4 separate regions of the Mus musculus genome follow, and regions 1, 2 and 3 are each linked to region 4. A link is a contact called in public HiChIP or PLAC-seq data. All regions are on one chromosome and are shown on one strand. The core of a region is the stretch at or near the end of the contact, and the rest is flanking DNA. Distances in the headings are between cores, read along the strand shown.

Region 1 (3,009 bases), core at 483-2,982, 140 kb before region 4:
CCAGAATACAGGGCTGTCCCAAACAGACAGGACGGCAACACACACCCAGCATGTCAGCAAAGGGTTAACAAGGCATCTATCTGCACAGGACCCCAGTGGGAGAGGCTTGCCTGTGTGTGCCTTAGGACAGATGAGGCACTGAGGCTGTGGAGCCTCCCATTCCAGCAGTCAGCACTGGGAGGGTCTGGCGGGGATTTGGGGGCAGTGTAGATTCCACACTGAACCTACACACACACACACACACACACACACACAGGAACTATATAATGTAAAGGCCTAGGCAGACACTCGAGTGTTTGCTTCGACCCAAATTGTATTTTAAAAGTTCTAAAAGTAGTCGCCTAGTATAGAAACAAGATTCCACATAAAGACTAGGACTGAGGATGCCATCACAGAGTGTGTAGCCATGGCAGGCTGGGCCAGACAGGACAGCAGTTCTTGAAGCTGTAACAGCCCCTTGCCTACCCTGTCAGCTATTGGAAGTCAGAGTTAAGGAGTCAAACGCTCATTTTCTGCTGTCCATTCTCTCAGCCCCCAGGAGACTCGATTTTCACTTTTAGTGAGGGTAGAAACAAACGTGCCATCTGGGTTGAACCTATGCTCAGGGTGTGGCAAGTCTGTCAGGAAGAAGGAAGAGGTCTGCCCCTACCCTTGGGAGCCACCTGGAGTCCCGGGCCACAGTGACAGCCAGAAGGCTCCTCCAAGGATCGTGGGAAAGAGTGTATGGCGGGGCCAAGTGCTCGCGGGACTGCTGGATGAGATTCTGAAAGGTCCCCCAAACAAAGGTGCCTGGAGCGGGCTTTGGGAAGAGAGCAGGCTGCGGGCCAGCCAAGAGGAAAATCAGGGACTCCCCACGCCTGACATGCACCCGGGTCACCACACAGCAGGTCCTGTCAAGCCGGACAAGAAGGGGGCTTGCTGCAAGGTAGTTAAGTTGTTCCTCTACTGTCTTCAGATTCAGGGGAGGTAGCACTCAGAGGGCTGGTGAGCCCCCAGCCTCTACCCACTCCTATTACCCACCTACCCAGTGTCCTTTTCTAGCAGGGGTATCTGATGTTCACCATTCTTTCCCTAGATCCCAACTACCCCGCTCCCAGCTGTCCCCTTCCCACATCCTGGCAGGGTTGGCACCTGTCCTGGCAGCATGGGCAGAGGGAGCCAGGGCCTGCCAATCTTCAGGGAAGGGAAGGGAAACAAAAGCCCCGGGCGGGAGTGGGTATTCACTTTCCTCTCCAGCCCTGTTGTCCCGGGGCACCGGGGCGGGCGGTGTGCCCTCGGATCTGCAGCGGGACCTGCACCTACCTTAGTGAGACTACCTCGGACTTGGGCTGCGTTGGGTCGAGCTGAGCGCGCGGGCGAGCCCGGCGGGACAGCAGGGCGGGCGGCGGCGGGCGGGAGCCAGCAGCGCTTTATGGACGGGCGGCGCAGGTAGGAAGGAGGCGCTGGTGAGTCAGGCGGACTGCATTCCTGCGCGCTGCGCGCACCTGTCGGGGCAGGAGCTGGGGTGTCGCCGCAGCCGCCAGGCCCGCCCCCCGGAAAGGGCTGCGGCTCAACCGGCGCCGGCCCCGAGCCCCGAGCCGCCGCGGAGGGGGCTGGAGGAGGAGCCACTCTTCCCTGCAGCACAGACCGGGGCTCCGTCTTCCCCACCCGTCCAGGCTCCCAGATCGGGTCCCCGGGCCGCTCCGGGTCGCGGGTCCGCTTCTTAATACAGTGAGCCCAGCTGGGTCAGTCCCGCTGCCTCGACGGTCATCGGGTCGTGCACCACCCTCTCCGTGTCAGCGCGAGGATAGGTCGTGCCCCAAACTGGTAGGGAGACTTAGCACTCTTGGACTGCTGGCCACTGGGTTCTCTCTGCCTCTACTAGAGGAACCGATAGGCAAGGACTGGGGCCTCTAGGTTTCTTCGGATACTCAAATCTCCTTAAAATGTAATTGTAGCCATCAAGAGGCCACGTGACCTAGTGTGGAGTAGCACTCATGGATTGTTACAGTGTTGGTGACAAGCTGATTCACAAATCTTACTCTTGCGGCAGGCTCTCGAGTGCCTTCAGGCCCCGTTTCTGTTTAATAATGAGTCCGTTGAGGCGCTGCAAGAACCCAACTCTAGTCTCACCAGGTTAGCTAATGCTCACCGCTGGCACTGGACCTCCTCAACCCGTGGGGGCTTCAAGCTCGCCAAGTGTCAGAGCCAGAGTATGCAGTCTGAAACTCAGCCAGATTTATCCTTATATTTGAAGACCCTGAACTAATGTTACAAGATCTTTAGTTTTCTTCGGCTTTGCCACATCCTCTGTTGGTTTCTAAGTCTGGTCGGAGAATATGGCCTTTTCCCACTGTGTAGTCCAGGCTAGTCTTGAACTTGGGGTAATTCTTCTGCCCCTGCCTTGCAAGTGCTGGGATTACAGGCATCCATCACCACACCTGTCCTTTTATTATCTTCCTTTTGATTCGGTGCTTGGTATGGAACATAGGTCTTCATGCGTATCAGCCATGTACTCTACCACTAAACTAGACCTCCAGACCAGAGTATGGCTTCTTTATGGCATTTGCTATACTGGTTTGAAATGATCATCCCACTGGACTGTGGACTCGGAGAACCCATGTTTTCTGCCCCAACCTGGGGTAATCCAAGTTAGGAGAGGTGGAGAGGCCTATGCCCAGGTCTGGGCTAGAGAGAAGGGAGGTTTTTGTTTTTTTGGTTTTTTTTTTGTTTTTTGGTTTTTTTTTCACCAGCCCAGCCCCAGCCCTGGTGCCTGGTACATAGAGGAGTTAAAAAAAAAAAAAAAAAAAAGTGTGATTGGGTAAGATGTCTTAATGGGTCAAGGTGCCTGCTGACAAACTTCATGACTTGAGTTTGATTCCTGGTGGGACTCATTGTCACAAGGTCTCTGTGGTGTGTACATCCATCCCACCCTCTCACATAAACAAATGAGTAAAACGAGTCTGTTGGGGCACTGCTGTTGTGTAGCAGGCCTTTCATCCAAGCACTCAGGAGGCAGAGGCAGGTGGA
Region 2 (2,789 bases), core at 193-2,692, 150 kb after region 4:
TCGAACTCACAGTATAGTGCAGAGAGACCTGAACTTGAGGTTTTCCTCTTTTTTTTTTTTTTTAAGATTTATTTATTATATGTAAGTGCACTGTAGCTGTCTTCAGACACACCAGAAGAGGGCATCAGAACCCATTACAGATGGTTGTGAGCCACCATGTGGTTGCTGGGATTTGAACTCAGGACTTCAGAAGAAGAATCAGTGCTCTTAACGGCTGAGCCATCTCTCCAGCCCGAGGTTTTCCTCTTATGGTAGCCTTCTGAGTCCAGGATTGCAGATGTGAAGTACCTAGATGCGAACTGTGCTCTTTCTCTTTCTTCTTTTTTTTCAGACACTGCTTCATTTTGTAGTGGTCAGTTAACAGAAATCACTATGTAGTCAGTCTGGCCTCAAACTCCGGCAAGCCCTCCTGCCTCAGCCTGTTAGGATTACAGATAGGAGCCACTGTGCTCAGCTTAGTTTCTGAGATACCAGTTTGCCATTTGAGTTCTCTCAAGGCAAGTAGCTTCCTGACCCTGACGTTCACTTGTCAGCTGAGTGTCAGCTTCCACCCCAGTGCGGAGAATGAACTTTCAGTTCCTGCATGTCTTGAGGAGCTGGGAGAGAGCCACTTCCTCTTCTGGGGAAAGAAATGACTGAGGACACGCAGTCTCCCCTGGAGGCTCCCCAGCCTGCCTCCGTGACAGTAGGTTGAAGCCCTTGCTGGAGGTCTTGACCTTAAGAACGGTTAAGTGTTTTCTGTCCTGTGAAGGAAACTAGAGGTAGCTCAGGAACTAAGGTCAAGAGAGGGTGCTGCTTTCTCTAGAGCTGTGAACCACCCAACATCTGTACAGGGAATCAAGCTCTGGTCATTAGGGAGAGCAGGCCACGTTAATAAGAGCAAAGCATCTCTCCAGCCCTGGTTTTAAATCTTTTTTAGACTAAAGTACACCGTAGTCTGTGCTTACTATCAAAACTTTGAGACCTTAAAAAACAAAAAACCCAGATGACTGAGGAAAGTCTTGCACTACTTGGCAAATACTCTCTGATTTCACTGCCTCCTTCATGTGGAATGAAAAACAACAGTTTCTCTGTATTATAAAGAGTTGGACTCCAGGCTAGCTTCTGAATCTTAGTTCTCCTAATAACTAGCCAAGTGAACTTGGGATCTTAGTCAGTTTGCTTAGCAATTTTGCATTTTGGTTATCTCTTCTGTAAAATGTGAATAACAATACCTGCCTTCCTAGGGCCACCATTAAGTTTAAAAGATCTAACTCATTAGTGTGCTCAAAGCAATGACTGACATCCATAGACTGTAATTGGCTAGCTGTAGTTGATTTTACTAATATGACTCAGGACCATAGGCAGTGTTGGAGAACTCCTGATTCCTATGCCTCTGCCCACTAAGCTGGTAAGTGCTGGTCTGCTCTTGCCTCAGATTCAGGATTGCAAAACCCTGGCCCAGAGCTCAGCTGATTTATTTGATTTTAGTTTTGGTTTGTTTGCGTGAGGGACTCACTATGTAGCCCTGGATGTTCTGGAACTCTGTGTAGACGGTGCTGGCCTTGAACTCACAGAGATCTGTGATCTTTGAGTTCTCTTTGCCTCCCAAGTGCTGGGATTAGAGGCTTGTGCCACCACACCCAGCCCATTTAAACTTATTTTATCCTACATTATTTTGGGGGGGGGTAGGAAACTCCAAATTCTGTATAAACCCTTTTAGTATTACTATTTTAGAAGTCTTCTAAGTGTTATCACTGCGCAGTATAGGCTGTTGAGATGGCTCCATGGGTAAAGATGCTTGCTGCCAAACCTGATGAGCTGAGGTCTCTTCCTGGAATCAACGTGGTAGAAGGAGAGGATTGACTCCTGAAAGTTGTCCCTGACCTTTACCTGTGCAGCTTGCTTGGCAAGCATGTGTATGCATGTGTGTGCGTGTATGTGGGTAAAAAACACCAGGTAGCTGAAAATGGAGCTCAGTGGCAAAGGGCATGCCTAACATGCACAGTCAGTGTGCCTATACCCAGAACCCCAGCGTCCCTCTGCAACACCTGCGGGAAACACACCACACATTCATTCATTCATTCATTCATACATTCATTCATTCATTCATTCATTTTTGGTTTTTTGGGCAGGGTTTCTCTGTGTAGCCTTGGCTGTGCTGGAATTTCCTCTGTAGACCAGACTGGCCTTGAACTCACAGAGATCTGCCCACCTTTGCCTCTTGAGCACCAGTGCCAAGGGCATGCGCCTGGCTAAAACTTAACTTTTAAAAGTTGGTATTTTCCATATTTTACTAATTATTTTAGTGGTTACATAATACATGAAGATAATGTTCTATAATTGACTCTCCTAGTTCCCTGTGCTGAGTTTCTTGATTGTTTCTATTAATAATTTAGTTCTGACTCTCCCGGGGGAGGGGACAGTTGATACTGTGTTGTCCTGTGGTCTGCTGCCGGGCTGATGGTTACTTGATTTAGGCAGTTGCCGAGAGCCGTCCCTAAATTCTCAGCTAGAGCAGATCTAACAGCACCTCTGTCTCTGGATAACAGTAAGGGATTATTTCAGAGTTAGCCAGTGTGTTATGGGACTATGATAACCAGATTTGTCAAATGTTTAAACAGTTTTTGAGATCTAAAATGCTTGTTTCCTGAGGCACATTTTATTTTGTGCTGTTTTTTAAGGTGATTATTTATCCTCATAGCTCTGTTATTAAGTTAGTAGGTAATTATGATACTAGAGGAATTTGGTGTGATTTTCTAGATACACTGTAGTTTGTTTTTGAGACAAGGTCTGAGATATATACCTGG
Region 3 (2,852 bases), core at 123-2,622, 250 kb after region 4:
GACAGCCTGTGCTCCCACTGTTAGCACCCTACAAGAACACCAAGCTATACAACCGTAACATACATGCAGTGCTCAGACACATATAGGCTCACCATCACAAGAACATGGCCCACAGAATCATCTGAGGCACATTTTACCTAACAGTTGGTACAGATGACTTGGGCAGTGTCTTTTGGTAGATATTGAAGACACAAAGATGCATGCTCCTCTCCCACCCCTGTCAGTTTCTCTGTGGTCTATTGGGGAGTCCTACCGTTTTCTGGGCATAAATGTTAAATCAGATGATGTCTTAGTCAGGGTTTCTATTCCTGCACAAACATCATGACCAAGATGCAAGTTGGGGAGGAAAGGGTTTATTCAGCTTACACTTCCATGCTGCTGTTTATCACCAAAGGAAGTCAGGACTGGAACTCAAACAGGTCAGGAAGCAGGAGCTGATGCAGAGGCCATGGAGGGATGTTCTTTACTGGCTTGCTTCACCTGGCTTGCTCAGCCTGCTTTCTTATAGAACCAAGACTACCAGCCCTGAGATGGTCCCACCCACAAGGGCCTTTCCCCCTTGATCACTAATTGAGAAAATGCCTTACAGTTGGATCTCATGGAGGCATTTCCTCAACTGAAGCTCCTTTCTCTGTGGTAACTCCAGCTGTGTCAAGTTGACACAAAACTAACCAGTACAGATGACTTCTGAGAACCTCTTTCGTTGTGGTTTTTATATCTGGGTCTCTCAGGAGCTCTTTGATCGTTGTGAGAATAAGAGGCGGACGCTGTTTAAACTAGCCAGCGAGACAGAGGACAATGACAACAGTTTGGGTGAGTGTGAAAGGATGAGTCAAAACTTTAGCTGTGTGAGAGTTGTCACAGCCCACACAGTGAGGGATCTCTTCTACTGTAGGGGACATCCTGCAGGCCAGTGACAACCTGTCCAGGGTCATCAACTCTTACAAAACTATTATTGAAGGGCAGATCGTCAATGGTGAGGTGACCACCTCAACCATGCCTGACTCTGAAGGTAAATATTCTGATTTCTATTCTGCAACCCTCCAGAGCAGCCATGTGCCCTGACCACTGAGCCCCAAATGGCAATGCTTAGGGAATTCCTGAGGGGATACCGAGCCATTTCAAGTAGCCATTCCCAGAGGCCAGGAGGTGTGCATGGAGACTTCCTTCCTTGCTTTCTCAAGCCTGGTTTTCAGTGTTCCTGGAGAAATGCCACTAGGTTGAGCCACAAGATAGAACAGCTATGCCCGGGTCCTGCCTCTTGCGGCATGGACACAGATTCTCCCTGAATGCTCTTGTTCCTCTTCTGTCGACCCATCTAGGAAACAGTCACTGTGGTAACCAAGGCGCCCTCATTGACCTTGCTGAGTTGGACGCCCCCAGCAACTCGTCTCCGGCATTGGCCCCACCCACCTCAGGCATCCCCATCCTCCCTCCACCCCCCCAAACCTCCGGGCCTCCACGAAGCCGTTCATCCAGCCAGGCTGAGGCTCCCCCAGGGTCTGACAGCACGAACAATGCCCTCTCCTTGCTGGATGAGGAGCTCCTCTGCTTAGGTACGCCCAAGCGTGGCACTGGGGAAGGAAGGCCTAAGGGTTGGTGTGCTTAGATAACTCTCTGGCGGCCGACAGGACCACTTTCCAAGGGAGTGCAAGGTAAACATGGCAGGCTCTGGCACAGCTCATCTCCTCTCGTCCTAGGAGGCCCTTCAGTCATGCATGAAGGGCAAATGCATTTTCTTCCAGTCTAGCTGCAGGGGAACTCTTGGCTTACAAGGACTGGCTCTTGCCTTGTCACCTGACCGTTATTGGGGGATTGGAGGGCGCAGGAGCTCAGCTCATTGACTTTTCTTTTGTGTTCTTAGGCCTTACTGACCCCGCCCCCACTGCTCCCAAAGAGTCACCTGGAAGTAGTCAGTGGCACCTGTTCCAGGTAGAGGCACCATAACAGCAGCATCACTCAAGTGATGCCCAAGGACCACAAGGCACCCACCCTTCCTTCTTAGGCTCTGGCTGGCTACACTTTGCTAGAACCAGAGCTTATGTATTCTCTAGAGGGTTCTGTGGGTCACAATGGGTACCTCAGAAGGCCCGGTGGGTGATGGCCTCGTCCCTTCTGGGTCTCTGCTCACTTGATATTTCTGTTGTACAGAATGAACCACCATCAGATCTGGACTTCTTCAGTCCCAGGCCAGTGCCTGCGGCCTCCTGCCCCTCAGATGGACCCCAGCTCCCTCCCCCAGTTTCTACCTCAAGTATGTCCCAAGCTCCACTGCCTGCTGCCTTCCCAGCTCCTGTGGTCCCAGCCAGTGCACCAACCCACAGCACTGGCTCCTTCATGTTCTCTTCTGGACCTGCCCCAGCCTTGGCTCCAAAGGCTGAGCCCAAAGGTCCAGAATACCCCAGCTCCAGCACCTCGCACCGCCTAGATGCCCTTGATCAGCTTCTGGAAGAGGCCAAAGTGTAAGGGATAGAAGAGGGTGGCTGAGCGTGGGGTGTCGTATATATAGGACCAAAGGGAGGCTTCATAGGATGGGGGATGTGGATCCTTTTTGGTACTGTGAGTCAGGCTGGAAGCTAGTGGCCTGAGGTAGCTAGACACTGGCTTTGGTTGAGGGGTTGCCTAGCATTCTAACCATCTTTCTGACTTGCCTTCCTTGGCCCCAGAACCTCAGGCTTGGTGAAACCTGTTTCTTGCTTCTCTCCTGGGCCCACTGCCTCCCCGCTGCTGCCTGCCTCTGCCCCAGCCAGACCTCTCCTGCCCTTCTCCACTGGGCCCGGAAGCCCTCTCTTCCAGTCCCAAGGCAGCCCTCAGAAAGGCCCAGAGCTCTCCTTGGCCAGTGTCCATGTGCC
Region 4 (2,851 bases), core at 117-2,616:
CTCTTAAGCAGTTCAACAATCCTGCTTGAATCCTTCCTGCTGCAAAGGTTGGGCATCCCCCATCTCTTACTTCCTTCAGAGTCCCAAGGACTGTGACCACTCCTCCCTGTCCTTCCAAAGGCCAGTTGAGAACAGGCACCCAGTCAGGCTCACCAGAATGACATTCAGGATGCCCTGAGCAGTGTGTCCTTGGACTGAACACGAGGCATCTTGTGAATACAGAGTGTGTGTTCTGATTGCTCACCCCAGTGTGAGAACTGTCCCTAGGCTGCGGCTGGCTGCTAGGGTCCTTAGTATTCTGCAGTGTGCCCCCGCCCCCAGGGCATCTTATCCAGCTGACAACACTGAGGGACCAAGGCTCTCTCAAAAGCAAAACAAGGGACATAGGCTCCCATGACTTTCCCTGGACAGGGCCCACATGAGCTGACTCCTTAGAGGAGGCCAAGCCAGGCCTGAGCCCTGTGAGCCCTGTGGGTGGGGCACACGGAAGGCTCAGTGGCCCCTGCTGGGATAAGAAGGAAGGATGTGGCTCAGAACCCAGGGAGGAAACAAGGAGGAACTAGGAAGCCTGGGTGTGTCCTGGGGAAAGCAGGGAAGGGAAGGTCCCAACTACCCGGCACCTAAGTGCCCTGCCCACACTGGTGTCCCTTCCACAGCAGCTAAGACTCTTGTAAACTTTCAAGGTTCGGAGTCCCCTGAGTGTAAGTTCTACATGCTAGTAATCCCCCGCCTTAGTTAGGTCCCTAAAGGGTGAGGTGGCCTTTCTCAAAGGAGCCGCCCACAGAGTGTTGTGGAGCCGCCAAGAGAGTGTCCTGTCCCCTCCCCCCTGTAATCCAGAGCACGTGGGCAGCAGGTAGAGCCTGGGGATACCCCAAGCATAGGATTCCCAGACCCCAGAGAACTCTAAAACAAGAAGGTGGACCAACGCTCTGCAGTTCTCCCTCCCGTTGTCTCCTCAGCCTCTGTCCTGTCCTGTCCTGTCCTGCTACCTGGGCTCAGGTGACCTCTGCTAAGGGAGAAGAGAACAATGGGCTCTTTTGACAGGGAAAGGAGAGCAAAGATGAACAGAAGCCGCCAGACTGTAATATTAGCCCAAGTCCCTGTCAGATTGTGAGAGGTGGGGGTGGGTGGGTAGCGGGTGTTGCCCTTCACCCTTACACTCAGCTGGGGAGGACTGTCCTCCAAGCCCACGGCTTTGGGGACCCTGTAGTGTCTGTCAGGGGCTGAGAGGAGAGCTCCCAGAAGCTGCTGAGGGCCTCAGGAGGGAGGAGGGAGGAGGGAGGAGGGGCAGATCCACCTGCCTGCAGTGGCTCTGCCAGATACTGGGTGTGGTAAGCTCAGATTCCTGGCCCAAGCAACTTGGCCTCTCTGTGTGGTTGTCATCTGACACTGGTGCCCATGTAGGCAAAAGCCACAACAAAACGATGTGGTCTGGGCTGGGCGGGCCTAGTTGGTTAGAAACACACCATTTATTTGATTTGGGAGGTGTGGTGGTGGGGAGGGTTCTGAGGGGGGTGTGTTATTCTGCAGCAGTCCAGCGCAGGCACCTAGGCCTAGGTCTGCTCACACTGGGGTGTGGCTACTAGTGGGTGCCTGGGTTTCACCAGAGGGGCAAGCAGGCCCCAAACAATGTTCAAGGAGCAGGGTTTCACTAAGACCAGGACGTCCGTCCAGCCCCTGAGGTAGTCCCTGTTCCCTTAGCTAGTCTTCAGTGGGAACCTAAGCTGCCTGACTGGGTTGGAGGTGAGTGTGCTAAGAGGGTACAAGTGGTAGACAGCAGGTAAAGACACTGAGCTCCGAGCAAACCATGCTACTTGATGCTGCCCATAAGAAGCGATTGAACATGGGGCTGGAGAGATGGCTCAGCAGTGAAAAGCACTTGCTGCTCTTGCAGAGGACACAGAACCAGTTCCAGCACCCACATGATGGGACACAGCCATCCCTAACTCCAGTTCCAGGAGCTTCTGATCTCTGGAAGCACCAGCCACGCATGTGGTGCCCATACATACATGAAGGCATAACATGCATACATATAGGAAACAAACTAAAATAAATAGAGCCATGAAACCTGTCCACTGCACCAGCCTCCATTAGGGTGCTTAGCAACCCCACTTCACGGAAGAGGAAACTGAGGAATAGACAGGCTAATCAATGTCTACATGGTCACGTGGTGAGAGCTGAATCAGAACCAAGGCCCGGCTATATGGCTCCAGTTCCCTGCCCCAACCACTGTTAACACCCAGCCCTGATGCCTGGCACCCAGCCCCTGAGCTAGACTTGGTCCCCTGGCAGCCAGCCCCTTTTTCTGGTCATGGTCACAACTCCTGGCCAAGGACAGGTAACCCTCATGGCCCTAGCTAGGGCAGCGTCCCCGTTTTGTGTGAGGCATCTTGCTGGCTCTGTGGAAAGGCCTAGAACTGGTTTAGAAGCTGGGATCTGTAAGCTGTTTGGGCATCTGTCGTGTGGCGGGCGATGCCACTGTTCTGTTGTTGCACGCATTGCCCACGACACGCTGCCTGACAGCCTGACCTTCAGGGTGGCACTCCCAGATGTGACCACACCGTGAGTAGCCACTGTGCAGGCGCGGACCCTAACCTGCACATGAGGAATTCCTGTGTGGAGTCTGACAACAGCCCATGCACCTTTGATTCTGTGGCGTTTAGCCAAGCACTCGGTGGACACACGTGTACAGCCCTTCACGTCACGCTGGCTCTGTTTACGTCTCCCTCAACCTAAATCGAAATCTAAGATCATCTCCATTCTAGAGCTGTGCCAAGGCCTCACAGTGAGTGAATGGGGCTATCAGGTGCTAGGTCAATACTCGTCATTGGACTAGATGCTTCACCATGAT

What was found. HiChIP or PLAC-seq counts read pairs in DNA pulled down with a chosen protein or histone mark.
Region 1: a contact with region 4 is called in a FOXA1 HiChIP or PLAC-seq map of pancreatic cancer cells. The contact joins the promoter of Itgb4 here to the enhancer-like site in region 4. A contact is called at or near these places in 2 of 484 Hi-C or Micro-C datasets (bone marrow-derived macrophages and reprogramming fibroblasts), 6 of 115 datasets of contacts at active chromatin or transcription factors (double positive thymocytes, embryonic stem cells, extraembryonic endoderm stem cells and 2 more) and 2 of 9 other capture datasets (adipose tissue and liver).
Region 2: an H3K27ac HiChIP or PLAC-seq map of hepatocytes shows a contact between it and region 4, with 2.3 times the contacts expected there. The contact joins two enhancer-like sites. A contact is called at or near these places in 2 of 39 promoter capture datasets (cranial neural crest and liver), 4 of 484 Hi-C or Micro-C datasets (embryonic stem cells, natural killer cells and rod photoreceptor), 24 of 115 datasets of contacts at active chromatin or transcription factors (the SCID.adh cell line, bone marrow-derived macrophages, effector CD8 T cells and 15 more) and 3 of 9 other capture datasets (adipose tissue, liver and pancreatic islet).
Region 3: a contact with region 4 is called in an H3K27ac HiChIP or PLAC-seq map of embryonic stem cells, with 4 times the contacts expected there. The contact joins two enhancer-like sites. A contact is called at or near these places in 1 of 39 promoter capture datasets (embryonic stem cells), 1 of 484 Hi-C or Micro-C datasets (bone marrow-derived macrophages), 6 of 115 datasets of contacts at active chromatin or transcription factors (embryonic forebrain, embryonic stem cells, epiblast stem cells and 1 more) and 4 of 9 other capture datasets (adipose tissue, embryonic stem cells, liver and 1 more).

The regions. Positions count from the first base shown.
Region 1 is chr11:115,973,448-115,976,456 of GRCm38.p6, reverse strand. It overlaps Itgb4 (integrin beta 4), which reads right to left and starts at 1,732. Exons shown (of 40, transcript NM_001005608.2): 1 at 1,303-1,732.
Region 2 is chr11:115,690,819-115,693,607 of GRCm38.p6, reverse strand. The region is part of intron 2 of Grb2 (growth factor receptor bound protein 2); the gene reads left to right. Among named protein-coding and RNA genes, the nearest start is that of Grb2, 16 kb to the left of the region's middle. Within about 2 kb of position 1,442, at least 102 of the 459 cell types and tissues checked have an H3K27ac peak or open chromatin away from gene starts, as enhancers often do. A contact at or near this core is called in hepatocytes and liver, where this site is marked.
Region 3 is chr11:115,587,016-115,589,867 of GRCm38.p6, reverse strand. Gga3 (golgi associated, gamma adaptin ear containing, ARF binding protein 3) reads left to right here. Exons shown (of 17, transcript NM_173048.3): 9 at 732-813; 10 at 896-1,012; 11 at 1,323-1,556; 12 at 1,865-1,932; 13 at 2,152-2,462; 14 at 2,667-2,852. Among named protein-coding and RNA genes, the nearest start is that of Gga3, 15 kb to the left of the region's middle. Within about 2 kb of position 1,372, at least 5 of the 459 cell types and tissues checked have an H3K27ac peak or open chromatin away from gene starts, as enhancers often do. A contact at or near this core is called in embryonic stem cells, where this site is marked.
Region 4 is chr11:115,837,601-115,840,451 of GRCm38.p6, reverse strand. The region is part of intron 2 of Llgl2 (LLGL2 scribble cell polarity complex component); the gene reads right to left. Among named protein-coding and RNA genes, the nearest start is that of Llgl2, 15 kb to the right of the region's middle. Within about 2 kb of position 1,366, at least 68 of the 459 cell types and tissues checked have an H3K27ac peak or open chromatin away from gene starts, as enhancers often do. A contact at or near this core is called in embryonic stem cells, extraembryonic endoderm stem cells, hepatocytes and 3 more, where this site is marked.